Regions from separate parts of the Zea mays genome. Here region 1 is linked to region 2. Evidence: chromatin contacts called from public Hi-C data. All regions are on one chromosome and are shown on one strand. The core of a region is the stretch at or near the end of the contact, and the rest is flanking DNA. Distances in the headings are between cores, read along the strand shown. Region 1 holds the start of LOC100279773. Region 2 overlaps LOC100279874.

Region 1 (4,514 bases), core at 2,008-4,507, 160 kb before region 2:
ATAGAATCCAAACACAAAATATAGCCACGTGAAGAAGAAATAAGCTAACCTCTGTAGCAGCCGCCTAGTAGGCTCAGGAAATGTTTCAGATATTGCTGCACGCATAGATTTGATCCGAGATTCCTTGATGTCCAGACCTAAGCAAGTATAAAGAAAATGAAAATGATATGTTAAAATAAGCATATGGAACAAATAAAGCTGTAAAATCTACAAAACAATTGGCCAGGAAACCAAGTTAGCTCTAAGTAATCTGGTCACTCCATATTTTGCTTGAAAAGACAAACACCTTGAAATTTCATATGTTTAACTCTATTGAACTATCAGGAACCAATGACACTGGATTGGCCACAACAGGAGCATGTTGTGAACAAGATAGAAAGATGGACATAAATACAACAGCTCTAGTAAAACAGTTGTTTTTTAGGAAGAGCTCTAGTAAAACAGTTACTAAGTTCAAATAATACAAGTTGACACAACACCATCCATAACCAAGGAAGCATATTCAGATTAGTACGAATAAAACACTTACGGAAAGCTTCCAATAATGCTGTACAGCAGGAAGCTGGAACAGGAGAAGATGGAAGCTCCCGGAGAACATGCTGCAGATACATCATACATGTGTATACATTCAGACAGTGGGCAAGCAGGAAGGGAAAAACTATTGAAACTCTTTAACATTAATAGTTATAACAACATATCATGATAATTACAGAAAGGTACTTTTACACAGTCACCAATAACATGAGCATCCTCTTCTGGTGCAAACTCTGTCCTTCCTGGAATCGAAAGATACAATCACATATTGAATTATACATGCAACAAAACTGAAACTAAATCGAAATACAAAAAGCAACGACAAAAACCTTGCTCATATTCTTGCAATCTCCTGTCAACCTCCTCCACATCTGCAGCTTGACGCAAAATTCCTTCCACCTTTATTCCTGCAAGAAAATATTCATACTTCAAATAAAATATTTGTAACAGTAAAGTGCACCAGGTTCCAAACTTTGGTGACAATGAACATTGGTTGGTCCTACCATGTTTCTCAAGGAAACACAAAGCTTTTTCCAGAAAAGAAGGACTGCCATCTATATCTTCCAGTGCAAGTAGTATTGGCCTGCCAACAACTAGTGATTTGGTAGGTCTCTTCTCTCTCCCTGCAGTCAGTAGACGAAACATATGGAAAAAATTCAGATATATATTTAAGTTTATAGCGAAGAGGAGCATGTCACATGATGATAGTGTAAACTGTAAGGGAACCAACAATTTGGAATAGCCTCTTCATACACATCTGTTGTGTCATTGCGAAATATTCCATTATGCCCCATCAGAAGAGCTGCATTTGGAGCTTGTGCAAGAGCTTCTTCCAGTGATGTTTTCCACTCGAACAAATCTTTAGAACTTTCTGCCTGTATATTAAGAAAAGGAGGCATTCTTATGAAAAAACTGACGAGGCACAACAATGCAGGAAGCAGAATCATAAGACTCATAACTAAACTTTTGGGCTCACTCGAGTGCACCAAACTGTTTAGGAGAAAGGTAAGCATGTGTACTTCAAGGTAAAGGCGCGACCATCACGGCCATCTGGAAAAAGGACGGTCAGCAGCCTTTTGTCTTCCCTGACCACTACACTGCAAATGAGTGCCAAATACAACAAAAGATAACAAACAGTAATCTATCTGTCTAGAGAGAGAGGTATACACAAACGACAAACAACTTTAGTACATTAAGCATGACCAATCAAGATTCAAAAGAATATTTGTTAAATAGATACATACCTCCCAGAATTATTAAGGTCAATCCCCCCCAATGTAAGGTTCACTTCACCACTTCTCTGTGGTAATGTACTCTAAAAATGACAAGAATAGTCACTCATAAAGGTAACAAAACTGAGTGCTACTGGCATAACTCATAAACTGTAATTAAAGGCAAAATTTGACAATGAGCATAGTTATTGTGAATAAAGAACAGAGATACTAACAGGATCATTCTTGAAGAAAACCAGTGACGTTCGTGTGAGGATGAACCAACGTTTTTTCCATGATTTCCATCCAATTCCTACAATATTGTAATTGTAACACTGTTACAGTCTGGAAACAAAGGAAAAAACAATGTGTGCCACTAATAGTTTTACCTTTCGATGATATGAAGAGAGGGCCACTCTTAAATACCTGCCAGAAGGTCAAAACATGTCAGAAATATTGTACCTATACCTGTAAATACCAAATAACAGACTTAAAGAACGTTTTCTTGTCCAGAATTCTTGTTTCAGATAGAAAAATCAAGTCTGATTGAAACAAGCAGTAAACAAAACACAACAGAAGGTCAATGAAAACTTATGTACCTAATGTACCACACCATGAATTCACAACGTATACAGGTTGAAACATCGAGAGAAGTTCCCTAGGTTTGGGCGTGAGAAGGCTCACCATTGAACAAAATGAACGCTAACAGGCTGCTATCCTGCACCCTTTCTACTTACATGGCATCTCATCTCCACACGACATCACTCATCCCAGAGGGGAAGAAAAGCGTACGCCCGTGTCCTCCCACATTTCTGGTAGCAATTCAACAGGGCCATTACCCAATTCAATCTCACGAACTCACTACAAAACATCCGAACGCCTCCATCAGGCACGGACACCGCTCCCCAGGTCCATCGCTGTCCAATCCAAACAAAATCCAGCAGCGGCAGAATCAACCGAAGCAAGCTCGGCTCCCACCAATCCACCATCCTCGCTCCCGCGCTCCGCCTCGTGCAGGCAGCAGCCACCACCCGCCCATCCATGAAACGCCCCACCCACACGGAGGCGGCTGCTCATCCCGCAAGCCAGAACCCAAAAATCCCAGCACCAAAAAGCCAGCCAGCAGGCCAGCAACCAGAGCAAGGCACCGGGCACCAAACGCACGCCAAATTCCAGCCGAACACAATCGCGAGGGGACCGGGCAGTCACCGCGTTGCCGATCGCCGACGCCGCGCCGCCGCGCGCCTGCCTCTCAGCCGACCCAGGCGCTGCCGCCGCCGAAGCCGCCATCCTTTCCTCCTCAGATGGTCACATCGAAAGTGACCCGGCGCCGCAGCCGGAGGGCACCAAACCAGCAGCCGCGCGGTGCAGCAGCTACCAGGGCAGCAGCATTGGATCCGCCAGCGATCTGCCGCACTCGCCCGTGCGTGCGATGGAAGAGTGGGTGCGGGAGCGTGGCTAGGATCTGGGGCCGCGTGATGGTGCCCGCCCTCTCTGTCCCTACTCAGTTGGGATTACGCGAGGCGACAGCGACGCCGGGGTTTGGGATTACGCGAGGCCGCGAGGGGGAGGAGCGCACGGACGCCTGCGCACACTCTCAAGTCTCAACTGGTCAGGCTGGCAGCTGCAAATCCGCAATGCGATGGGATGGGCTCGTTGGACTCATCCGGAGTCCACGCGGCGGCACCGCGGCAGCTTGCGCCGGAAGCCGCGGGCGCCACGGCTCCTCCACCCAGCTTCGCGCACTCCAACGGGCTGTTCGCAGCATATTAGGTAAAAAGTATAGGATAGATTGTAGTGTTGCAAAGTGAGATTTAAAATAAAGATGAGATAGTAAGGTGGATTTGAATGTATTAGAGTTAATAGTTATTTTCTAAAATTAGTTGAAGATATCCAAACACCTTAGTTAATAGTTTAACTATTAGCTATTTTTAGTAAATTAATTAATAGTTAGTTATCTATTTGTTAGCTAGCTAATTTCATTAGTAAGTTTTTAGCCAACTAACTATTAGCTTTAGTACATTCAAACACCCACTAAAACTAATAGTTAGTTAGCTAAAAAATGTTAGTAGAATTAGCTAGCTAATAAATAACTACTCAACTATTAACTAATTTACAAAAAATAGCTAATAACTGAACTATTAGATAGAGTGTTTGGATGTCTCAATTAATTTTAGCCACTAACTATTATCTCTAGTGCATTCAAACACCCCTAAATATAATAACATATTTATTGGAGACAGTCTAATTCTGTCCTACACCGGCAATGGTTTCTCGCCCAAAACCGAATTTATTGACATATTTTAAATTTTAGTTAAAAAAATATCGACCAGTTTTCACTGTTTCTTGGTAATTTTCTTTTTTTTCTCGAGAAATTAAATTTGAATTTAAACGGGTCAAGAAATTCAAACACCGCTAAGAAACTGTGAAAACTGACCGAGAAATAGAGTTTTTTTTTGCGAAAATCGTTGTTTTTATCGAAATGCTGATATTCATAAGATTTAAATATATGATGTATCGTGTTACTCACAAAAACATGTACCTTTTATCATTTTTATTTTTAATTTTTTTAAATAAAATTTGGACGCAATTTAAATACAGCGGAAAACATTTCTGATCCGGTAACGAGAAACCAGACCAATTTTTTTGGTTTCGCCCAATTTGATGTCTTTAGGCTGTCTCCAGCATGCAGTGCAAAATATGAGACACGAAACTATAGATGACACTATTTGCAAAGTGAAATTTGAAATAGGGGATAAAATTGGGGTT
Region 2 (4,864 bases), core at 1,687-4,186:
CCTCGTCTTCCCCATTCCGTCGCCGACGTGCCTACGTCCACTCATGTCCCTGCCATGGGTAGGGATCGTATCAGGTTTTTGGGAAGTGTCGTTATAAGCGCTCTCTGTTCGTCTGCTTCCTCTACGCCGATATCGTCGCGACCGCTCTGTTCTAGCGCCGACAGCCCCACTGTAAGGATGTTTATGTGTATATTTATTTTGTCGCTAGCACTAGTATATGAACTGCTAGTGAGTTATACATATACAAAACATGATGTTGTTTCTTGTATAAAATAATTAAAATCCCTAACTTATTACGAATAAATATTTGGATCCGTGAGCACCCCTACATGCACGGGTTGCACCTCCACACACGCGCGCAAAACAAAAACGATGATGTCACCAAAACAAGCAGAGTTCAACTGAGAGTTAGTGGAGTCTATAGGATTGTGAAAGGGTGATATATAAAGAGTTAAGCAAAAGTGACGTGATGAACCGGTTTTTTTAACTAACCGAACCGGCCTGTGATGCGAGGCAGGAGTTCACCTAACCTAAGAGCGGTTGGTTATTGCTTCTGGCCGTAGTAGGAGAGGTCAGAGGAGGAGTACCTTTGTTAGGCCACCAAGCTAAGGCAGCAGGGCAGAAAGTGATGACCAGCAAGCTCTCTCTCTCTCTCTCTCTTCTTTCTTAACATGAAAGAGACGAGGCGTATTACCTGCGCCAATACTTTTCTATTTTCTTTTCATGTGTGGATTCTTTTTTTTTCTCATGATGGGGGTGAAAGTGACTGGGCTATTCACCTGCATTGTCACCTCTTTTTTGTTCATTTCTTTGTGGGTTTTATTTTTTGTTATATCTGACGACGACGAAGGTGATAGAGACGAGACGACCAGGCTTATATACATACACACATACAAACATTATTGCTTTTCCTATTCTTTTGTCCATTTTTTTTTTCTGAAGGTGAAAGAGACCGAAGCTTGCTTCGAGACGAAGCGTGTGACGGACGGGCGCAGCCCAGCCCAGGCAACCATGCGAGCTCAGCTCGGCGCAGGAGGGAAGCAGCGACCACGGCCACGGCGAGCTTGATCGGGCCGCGCGCGGCGGTGTCAGTTGGCGCGTCGCTAGCTGCTGCCGCGCCGTTGCGTTGCGTGCGCAGACCGCTGCCGTATGCTCTCCGCTCATCGCGTACATACGTGTCATATATATGCTGCCAATAATAAGCTGGCATGGCATGCACCTCGTCCAAGTTGTACGAACTTGAGCGGTGTAATCTCCTTGTTGGGTCACTACTAGTCGGTCGTAGGTGACAGTTTTAGTTGCTTGTTTGTGTGAGTCATGCTTGGTTACTGAATAATCCGTGGCAGTTTTATGTCCAGATCCATGTCTTAAAGCACCTAATCCGAAGCTGCTCTGCCTCCACACAACCACGCACGACGCATCATCTAATCCGGAACGATCGCGCGCGGTTATTAGTTAGGACGCACTACAGTACGCTGGATTAATTAAATTCATTAACTAATCATGAACCCAACCAACTAACGAACCTGGTCATGCATGACATGACACTGTACCATGCCGTGCGTGGCACCAGCTGGACTGACACACGCCCGAGTCGCCGTCGTCGTCGTCGTGATGGACCGGCTGGTGGCGAGAATGACATGGCATCAACTACGACTAGGCCGGCCGGCCGGCCGCCCACCCTGCCCCGGTGGCCGGTGGCGGACGGTGCTAGGTGGTGCTGGTGCGTCCGTGGATAGAAGCCGGTCGGCAGCAGGCAGCCTCCCCGGTGGCGGACGGTTGTGTTCTCTGGATTCCAACGAGGTCCTACCTTGAAAGGAAGAAGGAAAGATCGATCGCTCGCTGACAGTCTGACGCCACGTCAACCAGCAGTTCCTCAAAGATCGTTAACAAGTCAATCCATCATTGGATCCTGCAGGACTGCACCCATCATTTGCTGCAAGCAACCGAGCTGGATTGGTGTGCTAAAAAAATACTCTCCAGATCGATCGAGCAGCACGCCCGGGCGAGCTGGGTTTGTACTGCCATGGAGAGGCATGCACGGCTCTGTTTGTTTCGGCTTATGGTAGTTTCTGGCCACCAAAAGCTGTTATAGACTGTCAAAACGCTCAGCTTTTCAGCCAGCTTTTATAAAATTTGTTGGGGCAAAAACCATCTAAAATCAACATAAACACATAATCGGTTGAGTCGTTGTAGTAGTAGGAATCCATCACTTTCTAGATCCTGAGTCCTATGAACAACTTTATCTTCCTCCACACGTAATCGTAATGATACTCAGATTCTCTCCACAGCCAGATTCTCCCCATAGCCAGATTTTCAGAAAAGCTAGTCAGAAAAAAGTTGAACCAAACAGACCCAGCATCAGCCGCTCCTGCCTAGGTTCTGCAGCAATCCAGTGTGGTGTGGTAGCTGGGCTGCTGGTGGGGCCTGGGGGCAGCCGGCATCCGGGACCGGTGGTTGAGGATAAACTAGTGCTGTCCAGCTTGGAGGGACGAGGAGATGAGGATTGTCCAGGAGCCGATCGATCCCACCTCATCACGCATCAACACTAACAACGATGTCTTTTATTAGCGGATTAGCGCCTCATGGTGGAGCACCGTGTCATGCACTAAAATAACATCATGGGCGGGGCGGCTAATAATATACTCGGAGAGCAATGGCTGCGGCTGCACTATCAGATAACGCTGAGGCCTGCACTGAACTGACTGCATGACATGACATGGAAGAAGGGGGACTGCACCATCTGCCTGCCTGCGTGCAAATAATTCCCCGTGGGATTCAGGATAATCTGGATTGGGTGGTTCCTGGGGGTTGCTAAGCTGTTATTAGTATATTATATGATATGACGGCTTGGCTGCTTGCGCTTGGCCCTGGTCCCCATCGCTTGGATAGGTACGAGACGTAGGAGGACAGTTCAAACCACCAGGAGCAGCTCTCTGTGCCCAGTGGGCCTCCTGCTGGTGTCTGGCTGTGGCTGCAGATTCTCTTCTAGCCCCCCTTTAGGACATATGCGCAGTGCAACTAACTGTCCAACATAGCAATCAGATCAATGTACTACATACGGAAATGGAATGAGAGATGGTCACTGACAAATATTAAGACAGGTCAGACCTCAGGCATCCTAGCCGGAAGTCAACGGCTGCGAAGAGCACAAGCGGCACGTCCAACAGGCAATACGGACCTCAAAAATCCACAGGTTTATTGATTTCTTTTTGACAGTACCAATAAAAAAACAAGCCACTGTCACTCGTATTAACCATCTAGAGTTCTTCGAATGTCCGAACTGACAGAATTCTCAGTGCAAAAAAAAAAAATATTGTTTGATAAAGGCGATCCACCAGCTATAACAGACTAAGTGGCCTCTTACAATTAATATTCAGATAACCAACAACCCAGCAACAGGTCACCTTACAGTAGATGTCAGAAAACCAAAACTATTATCGAAATGTATATAAGAGCACGGAAGTATCAGGGCGATTTCACCAACTCGCAGGCAGAATCAAAGGCCCAGAGCAAAAGCTGCATGATAACAACCGCTGTGCTGGAGAATCCTCTGAACCGCAAACGCTATCATTTCTGGCAAGCAGCGGGAAAAGGTGTGTACATAACTGGGTGCAGGAGAAGGCCACACAAGGTTTACATTCTGAAATTCTGCCTTGTCTTGATCATCCGCTTCAATGCCGCAAGCCAGAAGTTGCACTCGTCCCAGTCGCTTGTCGTTAAGAGTACCTGACACCAACATTGTGCAGTTGCAGAGAGTTAGAAGTCGAGGGGGGGAAATGGTATCCAAACTTTCAAAAGGATATGGAGAAGACAGGCGCAACAGAACCTAAAAAGATCAACCGTCCAATCTACCTGGAGGTGCATCGCGGTGACAAAATCGCTAGCATCAATCGCACTGCACAGCTGAATGAGTTTTGATGAAACGTTTGGAGATATGTCACCACTATTTAGTTTTGAAAATAATGCCCCTATTTTCCTCGAATTGTCCTCAATTTCACGTTTTTTTGCTTGAGTAGCTTGTGATCCTCCCAAGGCTTTGGTCGTCTCGTCGAATAGTCTGGTTAGTGTACCAATAACAGGTCTCAGCTCAGCTGCAAAGACAACATGAGTGGTTACATACTTCGTAGACCTCATATAGAATCACAGAGATAGGAGGAAATATTCCTTGAAACCAGAATATAACAAGGTGGAAGCCTTGCATCTGCAGTAGACATACCAGACACTTTTGTCGTATCAGCTGTCTGCACAGTCGCGGGAGGTGCAGGAGGAGCTGGCTGTGCCTGCACCTGTGTTGGACTTGAGGGCTGCACAGGACTTAAACCTGGCCTTGGAGCAAAGCTTTGATTGTTCGATGGCATAAACCTGGAAGTCGAGTTAGTAGCAGCAGAATGGGGAAACATCTGGTTAGGGACTGTTCCTGGTACAGGGGTGGTTGGACCAAAAGAAGATACTGGTGGAGCAGCACTCTGATATTGAACAGGTGCTACAGGCTGATGAAATGTTGTTGGAGGTCCGCTTGGATAAGGAGCAGATGGTCCAGAAGAATACGGTTGATTCGTAGCGCCCTGTTAAGACCAGTTTGTAACTAATATCACAGAAATACTAGTAAATATAGGTCACCAGTATACCTACCGTGTAAAGCTGGGAACCTAAGGTATTAGGTTGCTGATATTGTCCCGGGTTTTTTAGACCAGCTGGGTTCGCAGGAGTAAATGTCTTTACTGTTTGCTGAGGCACTGGTACATGTGAAGGGCCTGGCTGTTGCTGCAAAAAAAATGTCAAAAGAAACAGTGAGTAATAATTTTGCATTCCTTTAAATGGAAAAAGGCATAAAACATTCATTAACTTTAGATGAGGTGAA

What was found. A called contact is a pair of places that touch in the nucleus more often than the background predicts.
Region 1: a Hi-C map of leaf shows a contact between it and region 2, with 6 times the contacts expected there. The contact joins the promoter of LOC100279773 here to the enhancer-like site in region 2. A contact is called at or near these places in 6 of 25 Hi-C or Micro-C datasets (bundle sheath, ear, leaf and 2 more).

What each region holds. Positions count from the first base shown.
Region 1 is chr2:221,817,279-221,821,792 of Zm-B73-REFERENCE-NAM-5.0, reverse strand. It overlaps LOC100279773, which reads right to left and starts at 3,257. Exons shown (of 22, transcript NM_001152731.1): 1 at 2,955-3,257; 2 at 2,135-2,171; 3 at 1,982-2,058; 4 at 1,779-1,849; 5 at 1,498-1,584; 6 at 1,288-1,409; 7 at 1,038-1,157; 8 at 864-941; 9 at 721-776; 10 at 530-599; 11 at 50-137. The coding sequence starts at 1,318.
Region 2 is chr2:221,656,618-221,661,481 of Zm-B73-REFERENCE-NAM-5.0, reverse strand. LOC100279874 reads right to left here. Exons shown (of 22, transcript NM_001152827.1): 19 at 4,636-4,767; 20 at 4,220-4,568; 21 at 3,856-4,094; 22 at 3,227-3,729. The coding sequence ends at 3,637. Among protein-coding and RNA genes, the nearest start is that of LOC100279874, 20 kb to the right of the region's middle. Within about 2 kb of position 2,936, at least 20 of the 20 cell types and tissues checked have an H3K27ac peak or open chromatin away from gene starts, as enhancers often do. A contact at or near this core is called in bundle sheath, ear, leaf and 2 more, where this site is marked.